Linked DNA regions of Rattus norvegicus: region 1 is linked to region 2. The links are chromatin contacts, called in public Hi-C maps. All regions are on one chromosome and are shown on one strand. Each heading gives the region's core, a stretch centred on a gene start, on an enhancer-like site or on the middle of the called end of the contact. The rest is flanking DNA. Distances are from core to core; before and after follow the strand shown.

The links. Hi-C and Micro-C count contacts between places; a contact is called where the count stands out from the background.
Region 1: a Hi-C map of the A7r5 cell line shows a contact between it and region 2, with 7 times the contacts expected there. The contact joins the enhancer-like site here to the promoter of Foxf2 in region 2. A contact is called at or near these places in 5 of 12 Hi-C or Micro-C datasets (the A7r5 cell line, the Rat2 cell line, Schwann cells and 2 more).

The regions. Positions count from the first base shown.
Region 1 is chr17:33,475,508-33,479,385 of GRCr8, reverse strand. No RefSeq gene overlaps it. Among named protein-coding and RNA genes, the nearest start is that of Exoc2, 240 kb to the left of the region's middle. Within about 2 kb of position 2,090, at least 8 of the 93 cell types and tissues checked have an H3K27ac peak or open chromatin away from gene starts, as enhancers often do. A contact at or near this core is called in the A7r5 cell line, where this site is marked.
Region 2 is chr17:33,049,401-33,052,960 of GRCr8, reverse strand. Foxf2 (forkhead box F2) reads left to right here and starts at 1,702. Exons shown (of 2, transcript NM_001400749.1): 1 at 1,702-3,249. The coding sequence starts at 2,073. It overlaps LOC120097779 (a long non-coding RNA gene), which reads right to left and starts at 1,671. Exons shown (of 3, transcript XR_005495507.2): 1 at 1,103-1,671.

The DNA.
Region 1 (3,878 bases), core at 841-3,340, 430 kb before region 2:
GTCTTCAAACAACCTAGGGCACACAGCTGGCTGGCCACAGCCCACTGGAGGGACAGCTGTGTGGCTGACAGAACTGGCACCGGCACAAGACATGTGCACAGCTGTAAACAGGAACGAATCCCCTAACCTTTATGAGTCAAATATTTATTTTTGGAATATTAACAAAATCAAAAGAATCACAGAGTTCTTTTAATTTTAAGTCAAAACACACAGGCATGCGGCTTTTAAGACACTTTATTTAACGGGGCAATCTTAAATTGAGGCCGAAACAAATTCAGGAACATTAAGGATTTCTTGCCCAGTATATACAGCGCTGAAGGAACATTTTAAAGAAATCTTTAATGCTCTATAAAAGATGTAACAAAATCCTTCTCGCCATAAAATGTCCTCTGGATATCGATGAGTACAGTAAAAACTCTCAAGTATGTGTATGTCAAAAGCTCTGGATGTATGATATGCTCTGTCCCCATCTCTCTGTGTCTCTCTATCTCTCTGTCTCTCCCGCCCTCTGTGAGCTTGTGTACAGGCTTTCTCCTCCTCTTTCTCCTCCTCTCCCTCCTCCTCTCCATTCCCTCCTCTCCTCCTTTTCCTCCCTGTGTGGGTAGAAGAACGTAAGAGATCCTTCCCCCAGCTGAGCTTGGCTGCTTGAGTTCAGTCTCCCAAACCCACATGGTAGAGGAGAAAACCAAGCCCTCCAAGTTGTCCTCTGATCTCCACATATGCACCGTAGGTCAAGTGTGTCCCCCCGGTCCCCACTCTCCTATCTGTAAGGTGTATGTTCTTTTGTTATGGTCACAAGGTGGGTTCGGCATTCAAGCCATTATATCCTTGTCTGCTCAGTGAAGGGATGAAGCTGACAGTAAGTGAAATAACCTACATCTGTCCACTTTACAAGAGCGTTTCTGTTTAGATCCGCCTGCCCAGAATCGCCTAAACAATTCATAATTGTTTCCAGGCCAATTCATTGCTTCTCAATGAGAAAGCTGCAAGGCAGAGTTGATTCTGACAAATCCTGGATGGGAACAACCAGTACAGTGCTGCTGTGGTAGAACAGAGGAATCTCACCAAGAAAGATGGAGGATTCTTCCCATCGTAAGCTCCTGCACTTTAAGACATCTTTTATTTTTATATATTTGCTTGAGTTTTGGCACGGCTCTTGCTATGTACTCTGGCTACATTGGACTTTCTGACTCTGGCTGCCCAGCTACCTAAAATGCTGGAGTTAATGGGGGTGTGTGACTATGCCTAGCTCTTTTTATTTCTAATTCACTGTTATCACAACATTACGTTGACTATATTTAATCTGATCTACATTGAATATATTTGTACTACATTCTATATTCAAGAACATCTCAATTACATTAACTACATTTGATGAGTTATCTATCATCTATTCTCCATTATCAACTCCTACTTATCCAGAATCAAAATGATCAGAAATTCTACCATCAAAAATCATGGCATTATATTTAGTCCTCTTAGTCATATACCCATCTGCTATATGCTTACTGCTTTTCAATAAGGACTCTACACATGCACCATGAGTCAACTGTGTGTGTCAGCATCCATCTATCTATCTATCTATCTATCTATCTATCTATCTATCTATCTATCTCTCACTGATTGCTGTATAGTTACTACACAACTTGGGTAAATCAGCACACTTCTTCAGAACAAGTTGCCTGGCATTTGAGTTCTATGCTTGCCTTTCGTGGAGTATCTGAAAAATGAGGCCAGCCACTTGCTTCCATTGTTGAGAGCATCCAAGTATCCCCTCTTTCTGGTTCATTTGAAAGTAACCAGAAAAAAAATTCATAGGAAGATAATTGTTTTTCCTCTCATGAATTAATAAAGAAAGGCTTCTTGTATCAGTAAGGGAAACAGAATTCTTTACCCTTCTGGATTACTTCACAAAAGTTGGCAATTCAGAACTCCATGGGCACGGCTGGGAATTCCACTGCAAGGTAAACAAAAGATCTAACACTTACCCCCCGCCGCTGGAAATGAATTCTTTCAGAGGGAAACAGACTATGCCCGTCACAATGACATCAGCTTATTGTAACCTTCCCTCAGTGTAGACAAAATAACCCATAGGCCTCTCAGATCTGCCTGTGAGTCACCTTTTCTGTACCCAGTGACTTCCTTCAGAACATCACACAGTGCTGCCTTTGAATGGTGCCTTTCAAATAGATTGTCCCCTAACTTTAGATTCATGGGAGTGTCTCCCTGATGGTCAGCGGGCTGGTGGCACCTGCAGTTCCCTGTGCCACCCTAGGGGTGGGGTCCAGGCCTCTGGACAGTGCCAGCTATAGTTGGCACTGTTATAGTTCTTTGAAAATCTCGTGTATTTCTCCTGCTGATTCCACTTTCTACATGTTCTTGTGGAGTCTTCAACTGGGATTCTTGGGGCAGGAGAACATCAGCGTGTCTGTTGGGTCTGTCCTTCATGAGCTGCTTGCCAGTCAGGCAGGGACTTGAGTTCTCTGTGGCACAAAAGACTTTGCTGTTAGACCCAGAAAAAGGCAAGTAAGCTTGCTCCCTGGATTAGAAGGCACAGAACATTTCACACGCTCTATGCTCAGCACTCATTACAAGAAACTCCCCAACTGGAGTTTTTGAAATCAGAAATTAGCAGCACTAAGATACCACAAATGGAAAATTCCGTATTGACCTCAAGTGATAGATGACAATCAGACACTGGCACGTTGAAAATGTTATATAAGTTACCTCATGCTGTGATGCATGAATGAATTTCATATTGAAAGATGGGTCCCAACTCTGATATTTGACAACACAAACCCTAAACTCCAAGGGGGCAGTGTGGTCCTAAACGATGAGCCCCTGAGGCAACCTGTATATTATTGGTACTTGATGCTGTTTATTATGTGAGTACATTTTGATTAAACTCAGAATACGGGACTCATGGTCAGACAGGGTAGACTGTTAGCAGCTCTGTAGTTCTGAGTTTAGCAGAGGGAAGTTTGGATCTAGACTTGTTCAGCTGCTTGTTTCTAGTCCACGTTTGCTCCAGCTTGCCCATCACTCCCCAGTGAATAAACCAGTATATACTGTCCTGTGGAAGAGCACTGTTCTACCAGCACTAAGAGGTGGGGAAATTCCACTCAAAGATGCAGCCTCCCTCCTTCTCAGGAATGGATGTTTCCATCCACTCATGCCCAGTCTGGGCAAGAAATACCTGCTGGGCAGTGTCCCATGCATAGATATTCTTCATTTTCAGCCCTTTTGGAAAAGAAACCCCGTTTCTATGGTAGCTTTCAGAGCTGCAGGTAGGCTGATGGCTTCTCCTTTCTTGAATGGATTTGAGAGCACAGCATCCAGCAGGCCACAAGAGGACAGCAGCGGCTTGAGCTCTGGTGGCTGCTCCCTCCTCTGGCTTCTCCCCAGGAACAGAGAGACCATCTGGCTACCTGGGTGACTTAAGAGTGGATTCATCACCTTATTCCAGCCCAGTAACGGGAAGTGATTTTTACTGATGAATGTGTTGGAAAAAAACCCAGGGTGGTTTCTGTATGCCAAGTTGTTATTTTCCCTTTCTTCCACACTGCTCTGACATAATTATCTCTGATATCACACAGCCTCACTGGGTACCTAAAGGGAAGAAGTACGTTCTACTGTCTCAGAGCCTGTCTTGCCAGAACCGGGCTGACTTCTAAGACTCTCACTTTTAATGTGTTTCACACTGTAGTGTTGTCACCTCTATGTCGTAAGCTACCCCATCACTTTAATTCACTAAAGTCGTGAAATTTTGACTCTTGGCTATTTTATTAGATATTTTATTTGTAAAACATTTCGTGAACACTTGATTGGAACATACAGAGAACAAAAATATGAACAGGCATCCTCTGGGTTGAAACAGA
Region 2 (3,560 bases), core at 453-2,952:
CTCAGGGCAGTAAACTGACACTCGGGCTCTGTGTGTGGTATCCAGGCAGGGTTTGATGGAAAAAGCCTGCTTCCACTCAACTTCAGGTCACTGTCTGGGGCCAGCCCCCTCCCCCCCTCCCGCACCCGCCCTTTCCTCTGTTCCTCAGACCCACCAACAATCTCCATCAGGGGCAGTCCCCGTGCACTAGGACACTGAGAGCTGGGGCAGCTCCCCACCCCCAGGAGGCCAGACCCCACTCGCTCCACAAGGCTCTTTGTAACGTCTTTACTGGGTCCTGCACTCTCCTCCTTGCCCTCCCTCCCATCTTCCCAGACTCCTCAGTACACACCAGGCAAACGCAGACTTCTCAGGGCTGGTGCATTACTGTGCCTTCCTTCTATTTGTCCCCCTGGTGGGCATCTCCTTCCCTCTGGGCCTGGCCACCAGCCCTTGTGTGGTCAGGCCTACTTCAGCCTGCAACTCTCTTTGCAGCCCCTGTCCGAGGTCAGACTACATTTCCCCGCACGTGTAATCCAATAACTAACTGTCGGGTCTCATTGGAATGATTTCTCCCGAGGGCCATCTCTCTCTGAGCCGACTCTTACCGAGAGGAATAAGCCACAACTGGAGGAGTGTTCTCGAATGAAGTGAGCTTGGCCATGGTACATTGGGGGGCGGGAAGACTGACACTGTAAACCCACTGGCTGCTGCGCTTACCTTCCGTGTTGATGATAAATACAACTATCTCCTCACCTCAGGCAGGCTCTCCCTCTCCCTCTCTCTCCCTCTACTACTCTCTCCATGACGTGGAAATGACAATCAGTGGAAGGTGGAAGTAAATAAAAATCGGAATCCATTCGACTCAAGAGAGTCCCAAGTCCCTAAAAGTTGGCCCAGGTTTCTCCACCCAAACCCCAGTGCTCAGCTGAAAATATGCTCATAACTGCCCTGGGCACAGCTCAAAGGCGCCCTGGACTTGCCCTCTGCTATGACCTCTCAGAAGCCTGCATGTCCAGCCAGAGAGAGAAAGAGAGGGAGAGAGAGGGAGAGAGAGGGAGAGAGAGGGAGAGAGAGGGAGAGAGAGGGAGAGAGAGAGAGAGACCCAGGATTGGCACATTACCTTGGGACGTCTGGCACCCTGGCGTGTGGCTGAGGGCCGCACTGTCTAAATGAAGTTGACAGATGGTGTCAGTTCGGGCACTGGGGACCGTAGCTAAGGAAGCTCTTCCAGGGCACTGTCTCCCCAAAACTCAGTCCCCACAGGGTCCGGCGGGGGTGGAGGAGGGGCAGGGTGTGTCCACTCACGGGTTGCGGGGTTGGGGCACTTCTGTGATAAGAAACGGGCTGCTGGAAGGGACAGAGAATGAATTGCTGAAGTCAGAGGTAGTCGAGTCTTGCCAGGATTGGGAGTTCTCCTCCCAGCAGAATGCCTGAGGATCTGTAGCCCTGGCTTTGAAGAGGGCAGATGGGGAAAGGGAAAGAGCCCGAAAGGAATTTGTAGTGCGAGCAGGACCCCGGAGAGTCCGGGAGGCGATAAGAGCAGAAGCCCGCAGCCAGGTCCAGAGGGGGAGGAGTGACGCGAGCCCAGTGCGCCCTCCCCGTGGCGGGCGGCGCGGAGCGAGGAGGGGGCAGGGCGGGGTGGGGTGGAGGGAGGGAGCGAGGGAGGGAGGGAGCGAAGCGGCCGCGGGGAGGGCGCGCCAGGGAGGAAGTCCAAGAGACAGAGAGAGGAGCACTCCTGAAAGAAGACGACGGGCTAGTCCCCGGGGTCCGGGCTGAGATCTTGGCTCGAGGGCGCAACTGTCCGGCCCCAGGCAGCGTCGCCTCGGTGGCTTAGGAGACGGTTGCGCAAGGCGCGGGCCGGAGGCTCGGAAGAGGGATGCGCGGGGCGTTGCCTTCGACCCGCCGCCGCCGCCCGAAGCCCCAGAAGAGCTGAGGGAGGCGACGCCGAAGCGCTGGCCCGCAGTGGCCCCGGCTGCAGCGCGGCCGGCGCAGTAGGGCACTCACTCGGTTTGTGGACCGACCCGGCTCCGGCGCCGCCAATCTCCGTCCGGGGTCCACCCCCCAGGCCGGGCCTTGCTCCCGGCTCCCAGATGAGCACCGAGGGCGGGCCTCCGCCACCCCCGCCGCGCCCGCCGCCTGCCCCACTCCGCCGCGCGTGCAGCCCGGCGCCCGGCGCGCTCCAGGCCGCCTTGATGAGCCCGCCACCCGCCGCCACCCTGGAGTCCACCTCGTCGTCGTCCTCTTCATCCTCTGCTTCCTGTGCCTCGTCTTCTTCCAACTCGGTCAGCGCCTCGGCGGGTGCTTGCAAGAGTGCGGCGAGCAGCGGCGGCACAGGCGCTGGGAGTGGGGGCACTAAGAAGGCGACCTCCGGGCTGCGACGGCCAGAGAAGCCTCCTTACTCGTACATCGCGCTCATCGTCATGGCCATACAGAGCTCGCCCAGCAAACGCCTGACGCTCAGCGAGATCTACCAGTTCCTGCAGGCGCGCTTCCCTTTTTTCCGTGGCGCCTACCAGGGCTGGAAGAACTCTGTGCGCCACAACCTCTCGCTTAACGAATGCTTCATCAAGCTGCCCAAGGGCCTCGGGCGACCGGGCAAGGGCCACTACTGGACCATCGACCCGGCCAGCGAGTTCATGTTCGAGGAGGGTTCGTTCCGCCGGCGTCCGCGCGGCTTCAGGCGGAAGTGCCAGGCTCTCAAACCCATGTACCATCGCGTGGTGAGCGGCTTGGGCTTCGGGGCCTCGCTACTGCCCCAGGGCTTCGACTTCCAAGCGCCCCCGTCAGCGCCCCTGGGTTGCCACGGCCAGGGCGGCTATGGTGGCCTCGACATGATGCCCGCAGGGTATGATACAGGGGCGGGTGCTCCGGGCCACGCGCACCCACACCACCTCCACCACCATCACGTCCCCCACATGTCGCCCAACCCGGGCTCCACCTATATGGCCAGCTGCCCGGTACCCGCAGGTCCTGCGGGCGTCGGTGCGGCAGCGGGTGGCGGCGGTGGCGGCGGTGACTATGGGCCGGACAGCAGCAGCAGCCCTGTGCCCTCATCCCCGGCCATGGCAAGCGCCATCGAGTGCCATTCGCCCTATACTAGCCCTGCGGCACATTGGAGCTCGCCTGGCGCTTCACCTTACCTCAAGCAGCCGCCTGCCCTGACGCCAAGCAGTAATCCCGCGGCCTCTGCTGGTCTGCATCCCAGCATGTCTTCCTACTCTTTGGAACAGAGCTACTTGCACCAGAACGCCCGGGAGGATCTCTCAGGTAATAAAGTGCGCCAAGGCCAGTTGCAAGCATAGCCTCTGAGGGCCAGGGCTACTGCACCCTCAGTCCCCAAAGCTGGGTTATGGGGAACTGGGATACAGGGGCGGGGTGGCGGGGGTGGGTGGGGAATCGGTCCCCTATTCCTGAGTGAGAGGAGAGGATTTAATCTTATAACCTTCCCTGATGCTCTGGGCCGGTTGGGGGGAGGGGGGCTCAGAATTCCCAAACTGGTGAAGGGTGGTGCCAAGTCCTAACCTTCTTGGCCTTCATTAGGACACTGTGGACTTTCTCCCAGTTAGGACAGACTCAGC